Linked DNA regions of Mus musculus: region 1 is linked to region 2. The links are chromatin contacts, called in public Hi-C maps. All regions are on one chromosome and are shown on one strand. The core of a region is the stretch at or near the end of the contact, and the rest is flanking DNA. Distances in the headings are between cores, read along the strand shown.

Region 1 (4,494 bases), core at 135-2,634, 1.0 Mb before region 2:
TAAACACCAGCTGCTTTCAAACAGTGCTCTCTACTGGCTCTCACTCACACCTGTGCGGCTTTCCACTGTGGACAAGGAAAGACACAAACCCCTAATGCATCCACATTCTGACAATAGCGTTAGCACAAACAGGATTCATCAGGAGCCAGACTTAGCCCCATAGTGTGCTGAATGTTTAAAAGAATTAAGGCTGGTTCTTAACCAGGGAGGAATACTGTGAACAGCAGCGCCTGAAGCTGCCTCCTCCTACCAGCAGTACCTCTTCCGAGAGAGTACCTTTCCGTTAACCCCATCCCACTTCCTAGCATCTGTGACAAGTGTCGATTTCGTTGTCTGTTCTGTGTTTACCAATGCATCCCTATCTTAAGAGTAGGCAAAACTGGCAACAGACAACGAGGCACTATTTCCAGTGAGGGTGAATTTGAACCTTGCCCACTCTCTGGTTAGGCTTTAAGGAGCAAGTGCTTGCTGCAAAGCCACACCCATCTTGTAGCAGTTGGCAGCCACGGCCCAGCAACAGCAGTTTCTGATTATAGTTTTCCAGCCAGGCCCAAGTCTCCTTGCTCCTCACCCTCCAGAATCAAGAGAAAGAAGTAGAACAGAACGGTCGCAAGACAACAACCATGCACAATGGATGTCTCCGCACTTCGCCCACATGCCACCAGCTGTCGACCGTGCAGCGCCGCGGGCGCCACGCCTAGCCAGTGCGGCGAGGAGAGGACCTGAGACGTGCTGCAGAGAAAGGGATATAAGCAGCATCATTCATAGCCTCTAAAGAGCTTCTGCAGAAACCACGCCCTACCACGCGGTGTCCTCTCTGAGGCGGAGATGGGGTGGAGGGGACTGGCGCCATCGAGGAACAAAAGATGGGGCAAAGGGAAAAGGAGAGTGAGTGCTGCCACGCCAGGGGAGGATGATGGGGCAGGACGGTGGCACAGGTGAGGATAGGAAGAGAAGTGGGGATAACATTAAGAGGCAACTGAGGGGCTGTTTGTAGGGGGCTCACAGCAGTACCGCTGGCACGCACCTGTGAAGGGCCGGAAGCAATGAGGGGCTGCTTCGGGGGCAAGAAGCAGAAAAGGGGAGAAGCGGGGTGACCCACCACGTGCGGAGCCGGCGACAAAGGCGGGCACTCCATCCTAACTGCCGCAAGGTGCTCCCTGCAGCTCCCCCGATCGCATGGTGGAAGGGAACCAACACATCCCCACAAGGATGAGGAGCCAGGGAGGGGTTCGGCGATAAAATCTCACCTAGCTCTTTCATGTACTCCTCAAAGCCGTGGCTTTCCATCAGGCGCCACTTCCCTTCGAGATCCTTAAGACTGGCCATGGTGGGAGGGAGAGCACAAAAGCAGCAGAGACGCGGTGGCGAGGGCGCTGTTCCGCTCCTGGCGCCATCTGCGCTTATATCGTCCTTGGTGTGGGGGTGGTGTCGGGCAGCCAATAGGAGGCGCGCCTCAGCCTGGTACCGCCCCTCGCCACGCCCGGACTTGTGCGCCTTGGGCTGTGCTGGGGGGTCTGAAGGTGCCACCCTGGCCTGGCTGCGCCGGACTGGGACGTCACGTTTCCCGCAGCTCCTGCAAGCTGCGACTCGTCTGGCGCGCCCTGTGCCTCCCTTAGTGACAGCTGCGGCACAGTCCCGTGGGCCCAGGGATCACCCCCACCCCCACCCGCGCCATCTGAGGACAGCCTGCGCGCCGTGGTCCCACTGTCCTGCCGCCTCCATTTGCTTTTGATAAGTACCTGGGAGGAACAAATTAGCCATCGCTTGGCGCTATAGGAATTGAATGGCTGATTACTGAATTAATAAACTGCAATCTCCTTAGCCCTACATCCTACTCCCTCATGAAAGAACCTTCTGACCCCACCCTCCCGCCTCCTGGGGCCTCACTGGGGCCTCTTGGTTGTCTGTCTGTGCATGCTAGACAATCCTGGCAGCAGTCTCTAAGGGAGATTACAATGCTCTACAAGTTTGTTTTCTCCACTACACTAGCAAGTTTCAGCTTAGGTAACTGTCACTTCCTGAAAAATCTTACTAGCTTCTATTCCCCGATCAGGGATCAAAACTTTTACTTCCCTCCATCCTTTGAGGGTGGCTGGCCCAGCTATGAATTAGTAAATTGCCTAGAATATACTGACTATAAAAAAAAAATTATCACTTTGATATGCACTGAAGTCCCACAAAACATAAGGCTCCAAGGACAATCCGCTGACAGTTAGATGCCATCGCCAGTCACAGAATCTGAGTGTGTGGGGAGGGGAGGCAGGGAGAGATACAGGGAGACAAAGGGAGCACATTTTATGAGACAGTGAGAAGAGGAATTGAGTAAAGGTTATGGAGCGGTCATGTAGCCCAGGCTAGCCTCTAACTCCATATGCAGCTAGTAGCTCCTGACCATCACTCTCCAGCTACCACATGCTGACATTACAGGTGTGGCCAACACCCTTGCGGAAGTTGTCATTACACAGTTACTGATCCTCACTTTCAGTGTCATTTTTAGTAAGCCACCTGTGATAGTCCATGCTTTGTTAGGATTCAGGTTTGTATTAGATAATTTGCCCAACCACAGGCCAATGTAAATGTCCTAAGTCTGTTTGAGGGCAGCTGAGCCATAATTTTTTACTAGGTTGGATATATACAATAACTCTAAGTGAATTTACTGCAGTCACGCTGCCCTGCAGCTGAGGAAGTGAACCCAGGATGGAAGACTCCTTCAGATCCACAGCACCCACACAAAAGCTGCTGCTGTGTCTGCACCTAGAACTGCAGCTCCCTGGTACAGCCCACCCGGCATTGGCAAGCTTCCGGGTCAGTCAGAGATCCTGTCGTGGCAGACAGCTGATGTCAACTACTAGCTTCCACATACATGTGCACACATGCAGGCCCGTAAACACACACACATACACACACAAACACACACAAATGCACGACAATTTATACTTATGATTTTCTTTGTCTAAAGTACGTCCTTTCAAAGCTATCCAAAGGCCTGCAGCTTCTCAGACCAGCTCAAAATATGCCATACATACATGAAGTGCCACATTCTCTACTAAGGCCATACATATATTGATGTGTCCTGAGCTGCGACATCCCACTGACTGAGGCCATCAGTTCCCTTCTGTGTGTGGAATGACCTTTCTCAGACTGTCTTTTTTACAGAATCTTCCTGCCTGCTCCCACACCTCATTGGAGGTAACATGGGCTGAAATGAAGTTGTCGCCACCCAGACGGGCTATCACCACGGAGACAAGGTCAGCTTGTTGAGTTTCTACTGCTCCCTCTGTGGTCCTTCCTGGCATTTGCACGGATGAATTTTAATGCCTGCGATTCCTGAGGAAGTTATCCCAGTTTCACAGGAGAGGAGACGAGGCTAAGAGAGCCGGTGCTGCGGAGTAGTAGAACTGGAATCGCACTGAGGAGTTTCTCACGAAAGATCTTGTGAAACAGGACCACACCTGCCTGTCCTTTGTTCATGATGCTTATAAGGAAGCTAAGAGAAGAGGCCACAGCCACCCTGCCAAGACACTAATTATTGTATCATCCCTCACACAATTAAAATCTGACAAGCCTCTACCATGCTGCAAGAAGTTCCACGGCCTACATCCCCTTTATTACAAGTTTCTGTGTGTCTGTGTGCATGTGTGCATGTGTCCATGTGCATGTGTTATGTGAATATGTGTACACAGAACCACGACTGCAGTCTTTAGCATTCACACACTGTGTCCTGCGTTTCCCGATTTCATACATCAGTCCACATTGCAAATATTGGCTGTGACTGTTTCTGACATATACATTAATCTGACAGTATGGCTCCCATCTCACTACGAAGTTGCTGTTTTGTTCTTTCGAACATGCTCAATACTCTCCACACAATCGAAAGCCTGCCTTTGAAATAGATGCCGCCTTCAAACCTAGTAGTTACATTCAGATTTTCATGCGTCCCTGACCACAGCTCACACTTAGCCCACTGGCCATGTCTAGGGTTAGAAGCTTAGTATTTTCTTAGGCACATTCAGATGGCTTCAACAATGTGCACATTTCTTTCGGAATGAGCCCGAGTTAAGGGTCAGATTTGAAGAGGCCAACAAGAATCCATAGGAAAGGCCTTAGACTCTTGATTCACCTAAATCAACTCTAAGCATGCAGGTCTCTCCTTTGAAAACCGTAGCACCTGTGTTACTTCCTCCAGCTCTTCCTCCACTAGAGCTGCAGGGACGTGTCAATGGCCCGCTTAAGCAGGGCTTTCCACGGGTGGAAAGAAATGAAGGCTCGAGCGTTCCTTGAGGCTTTTCCTCTGGCCACCTGAGAACAGATGAGGCCCGCGCAGTTTCTGAGCTATCTATGCGCGACTCAGTTCATGACCCTGAAGGGAAAGGCTGAAAAATCACTCTATTGCCACCTAGTGGTAGTAGCGAAGTATTTCTCCCGGGCTTTATTTGATTAGCACGGATGGCCTGTGTTCTCATTTGTGGACACAGGTAGGTAGCTTTGGAA
Region 2 (4,446 bases), core at 576-3,075:
ATACAGCCTCTACTACTGACTTCTGGGATGAGCTTGTATGTGCCGTATGTCTGTGTCGATGGGAGGTCGAACCCATGGCTTCATGTATCTTCAGCAAGTATTCTACACTGAGTCACATCCCCAGCTCTTGTGTGCCCTTTTATTTTATTTATTAGTATGGCTATCTTGTCAGCATGCCTGTCTGTACATCACTTGCCTGGAGTGCCCTTGGAGACCAGATGAGGGGGTCAGATTCCCTGGATCTGGGCGGAGTCACAGACAGTTGTGAGCTGCCATGTGGGTGCTGGGAATCGAACCCAGATCTTTTGGAAGCACAGCCAGTGAGCCTAATCAATGAGCCATTCCAGTCCCCTTGTGTGCTGTTTTAGAAAAACAAATGTTACTGAGCTATATATACACATGTGTATTTTCCATTTCCTCTGGGTCATGCAGAGCTCTGTATAAGTACCTGCTGGTCACTTCATCCTCCTCAGCTGGTGCATGGCATTACAGAGTATTTATGTGCTATGACTTCATGTCAGGCTGCAGTTATTTTGGTTCTTTCCAGTGGTTTGTGTGTGTGTGTGTGTGTGTGTGTGTGAATTATTATAAGCAAGTGCTTTGTTTAGTTTCCTGCATGAAGTGTGCTTGTCAAGGATAATATGCAGAAGTGAAATTGATGATCATGTGAAACTTTAGTTTAGACGCTGACTTCCTGGTACTCACATGGTAATGCCCAACCATACGCAGTTTGCCTTATTCACCTTCCAGTTCGCAGCTAATTCAGTGCAGTGGAATTGGAATGCGCCAATTGGACCTTTCACACTGTGTGTAGTAGCCTTCGGATTACTGACGTGTGAGAGTGTGTGTGTGTGTGTGTGTGTGTGTGTGTGCGTGTGTTGACATATTTAAAACCCTTTTTAATACTCAAAAGTTTTCCTTTCTAACAACTGCAGACTGGTAAGAACTATGTTCAGCAGCAGTGGGTCATATACATAGAGGGCTGAGTGTCTGTTGTTCTGTAGTTCAGGTTGGCCTCCAATTAGTGATCCTCCTGCCTCAGTCTCCTTAATGCTGGGATTGTAGGGATGCACCAACGTAGCAGTTTCAGTTGGACTGAGAGAGGGACACTGTGAGCTAGCTGCATCCTTTCTGTCCATGTCTCAGAGCTGGATTTCAGGCACACACCACCAGCATCTTCAGCATCTTCAGCATCTTCAGAGTTTTCCTACGTCATGCCGAACTCTGATGCCCATGACCAAGATCAGTGTTGACTGCGGTGTCCTGCTGAGGGGTTCTCCCCACCCCCATGCCTTGGCAGCACTGCCACAAGAAGTAGGGAGGCCTGTAGTCATGGGTGGGCTATAGAGGGCCCACTGTGTTTTTAGTTTTACCAATAACCAGTTCCAAATTTTCAGAAACCATGGGATGGTAAAATTAGGAAGGAAAGAGAAGGGAGGAGGTGAGGGAGGGAGGTGAAGAGGATGGGGGGGGGGAGGAAGAGAGGCAGAGAGAGGAGGAGGGAGAGGGGCGTGGACAGGGAGAAGGAAGAGATGGAATGTAGGTTCATACACAGTTTTCAGCCTCCTTTTGCCTAAATTATTAAAACCAGCCCCTCAAAGCTGCTGCTATTTTAAAAATAAGAGATTCTTCTCCCAACAAAACAAAGCAAACAAACCAATCAGGGCACATATTCCACAAGAAAAGGTATTACTTTTCAGTTTGATTTGAGGGGGAAAATTGCTTTTCCTTTTGCCTCACGCAGATGTTGAGTGCAGAGCTGCCCGCTCCCCCTACGCGAGTGCTGAGGTGTCTGTCAGTGAGGGCTTCCTCTTTGCCTCATGCCCTGGGCCTGGGAACTGCAGAGCTCCTCAGGAAGGAAGGGATGCTGCTGCCGGTCTAAGAGGCTGGCTCTGCCCCTGAGCACCTGTGGGAAGGTGTCAGTCCACGTGAGCAGCTTCCTCAGCAGCCCTGCAGCACACAGATGATCTTCCCGTGCGCACATGTCACCATCTGTGGTGACAAATGTGGCATTTAAAGAATCACTTACTTGCCTTTCGGGTCTTAGCAGAAGGTCACCATGTTTGGCCACAAGGATGGTGGTTTTATCTTCCTTCCGGCTTCTGGCAAGTCTGGTTTTCCTTTCGCTTGAGGCACAGTTGGTGAAGCACCCACATGGTGGCTAACATCCATTGGTAACTCCAGGTCTGGGAGTGAAGGGTGGGGGCTATGTTCTCTTCTGACAGCCGCAGGCACCTGGTACACTTGTGCTACACAGACAGAAATGTAGGCAAGACACTCATATAGATAACAACTATTCTTAAAAATAGAGATAACTTACTTTATGAGGTTTTTGGTGGTCTAATTTCCTGGGATCAGGAGTTGAGGAAGTTGAAGTGTGCCAGACACTTTGATAATTCTTAAGTTTGGTCAAAATGGACACAGAATACCTTGAAACAAGTGGACATAAAAGCTATGCAAAAGGTCTATAGTTTCAGTGCATACCCATCTCACAGATCGGAGACATCCTCTTTGTGGACATCACCTTTCTTATGTGGTTTCAGGGAATCTAACAAAAACCGTGGTTTTGAAGAAAGGATCTGAGATTTGTGTGTGGTGCCTGGCCTTCCCCAGTCACTTCCTGGTCTGAGACCTAATAAATATTTAATGTGAGGAGGCCTCTGCTGAGCTTGCTGGTTGCCATGGAGAGGTGACTGCGGTGTGGAAGACAGGCCTTCAGTGACAGGGGTGATCAGGAAAGGTCATTCGGCTTCAGCTGGAGGTGACTTCCTGTTCTGGCTTGATGAGTTTCAGTAGGGCCTCCACGTGTAACGTTCCCAGTTCCCAGTTCACGTATTGCTTTGTCTTAGAGCTCTGATTTCAGCTCTAACTGTACAATGACAGCCTTGGATATTGAGACAATGAAGACAGATGTTAAGCATTGTTTCTGCTATAATTGTGAAAGAATGAAGTGTTATGCTCTACAGAGCGATATAGAACACCAAGAAAACCTTACTTGGCGATAGCTTTCATTTGAAGAAACATGAACATTCTTCCTGAGTCTGACCATCCCTTCACCCAGTTCTAAATCTGTTTGCAACATCTGTCATGTGTGATGTGTCTCACTTGAAAGATCAGCCAGTAAATGGATGTGACTTTCATGATGATATAAAACCTCTATATTTTATGAATATTATAAGGATGTACCGTAAGTGAGTTTTTAAATTAAAATCCTGGAGAAAGGGCCTTGCTGTGTTGTCCAGACTTATGACAAACTTCTGGGCTCTAGCCGTCTGTCTTAGTTGTGTGTGTTGCTCTGATTTCACACTAACGAAAGCAGCTTGGGGAGGAAAGGGTTTGTTTCAGCTTACAGGTCTCAGGTCACACGCTCCATCACTGAGGTAAATCAGGGCAGGAGCTACAGCAGAGGCCGGGCCAGGGCTGCTTACTGGCCTGTTCCTCCTGACTTGCTCAGCCTGCTTTCTTAGAGAATTTAGGTCTGCCAGCCCAGGGGTGGTACCATACACAGTGGGTGACCCACATCAATCATTAGTCAAGAAGGTGACCTTGCAGACTTGCCTACAGGCTACTCTGATGGAAGCATTAGGGCTTCCTCTTCCAGCAGGGTGGTGGTTAGTGCACACTTTTAATCCCAGCAAATGTAGTTGTATCTCTGGTCTACAGAGTGAGTTCCAGGACAGCCAGGGCTACACAGAAAAACTCTTATTTTAAAAATAACAGCAGCAGCCGGGCGTGGTGGCGCACGCCTTTAATCCCAGCACTCGGGAGGCAGAGGCAGGCGGATTTCTGAGTTCGAGGCCAGCCTGGTCTACAAAGTGAGTTCCAGGACAGCCAGGGCTACACAGAGAAACCCTGTCTCAAAAAAAAAGAAAAAAAAAAAAAACATAAAAAAAAAAAATAACAGCAGCAGCAGCAGAAAGTTACCTTCCCTCTAGAAATATCCAGGCTTGTGTCAAGTTGACAAACCCAGCCAGGACACCTCTTGTGCTAGCTTACCAAATAGCTGGGACCACAGCTACATGCTACTGCGCCTAGCATAAACAACATCTTTCTGAAAAGCAGTTTGCTTCCATTTGACTACTTCTGTGGCACTACAGTGGTGTGTATATTACAATCTTAACATTTAACAAACATACTTCGTGTTGAAAGTGGAACTGTCTAACCCTTAGTGATTTCTTTTTCCTCCTTATTTTCCTGAGTAGGGTTAAATGATTGTACTGGTTATTTTTATATGGCTGTGATAAAACATCATGGCAAAGTATGGTGGTTCGGATGAGAGTGGCCCCATAAGCTCTTATGCTTGAATACTGGATGCCCATTGATGGAGCTGTTTGGGAAGGGTTAGGAGGTGTGGTATTGTTGGAGGAGGTGTGTCACTGGGGGTGGGCTTTAAAGTTTCAAAAGCCCATACCATTCTCAGTCTCAGAGATGTTGTCTCAAGGTGTG

The links. Hi-C and Micro-C count contacts between places; a contact is called where the count stands out from the background.
Region 1: a Hi-C map of B cells shows a contact between it and region 2, with 6 read pairs. The contact joins the promoter of Fabp5 here to the enhancer-like site in region 2. A contact is called at or near these places in 2 of 39 promoter capture datasets (the HPC-7 cell line and liver), 1 of 484 Hi-C or Micro-C datasets (B cells) and 1 of 115 datasets of contacts at active chromatin or transcription factors (astrocytes).

What each region holds. Positions count from the first base shown.
Region 1 is chr3:10,009,475-10,013,968 of GRCm38.p6, reverse strand. It overlaps Fabp5 (fatty acid binding protein 5, epidermal), which reads right to left and starts at 1,384. Exons shown (of 4, transcript NM_010634.3): 1 at 1,251-1,384. The coding sequence starts at 1,329.
Region 2 is chr3:8,980,115-8,984,560 of GRCm38.p6, reverse strand. It overlaps a transcript of Tpd52 not described here. Among named protein-coding and RNA genes, the nearest start is that of Tpd52, 18 kb to the right of the region's middle. Within about 2 kb of position 1,825, at least 117 of the 459 cell types and tissues checked have an H3K27ac peak or open chromatin away from gene starts, as enhancers often do. A contact at or near this core is called in B cells, where this site is marked.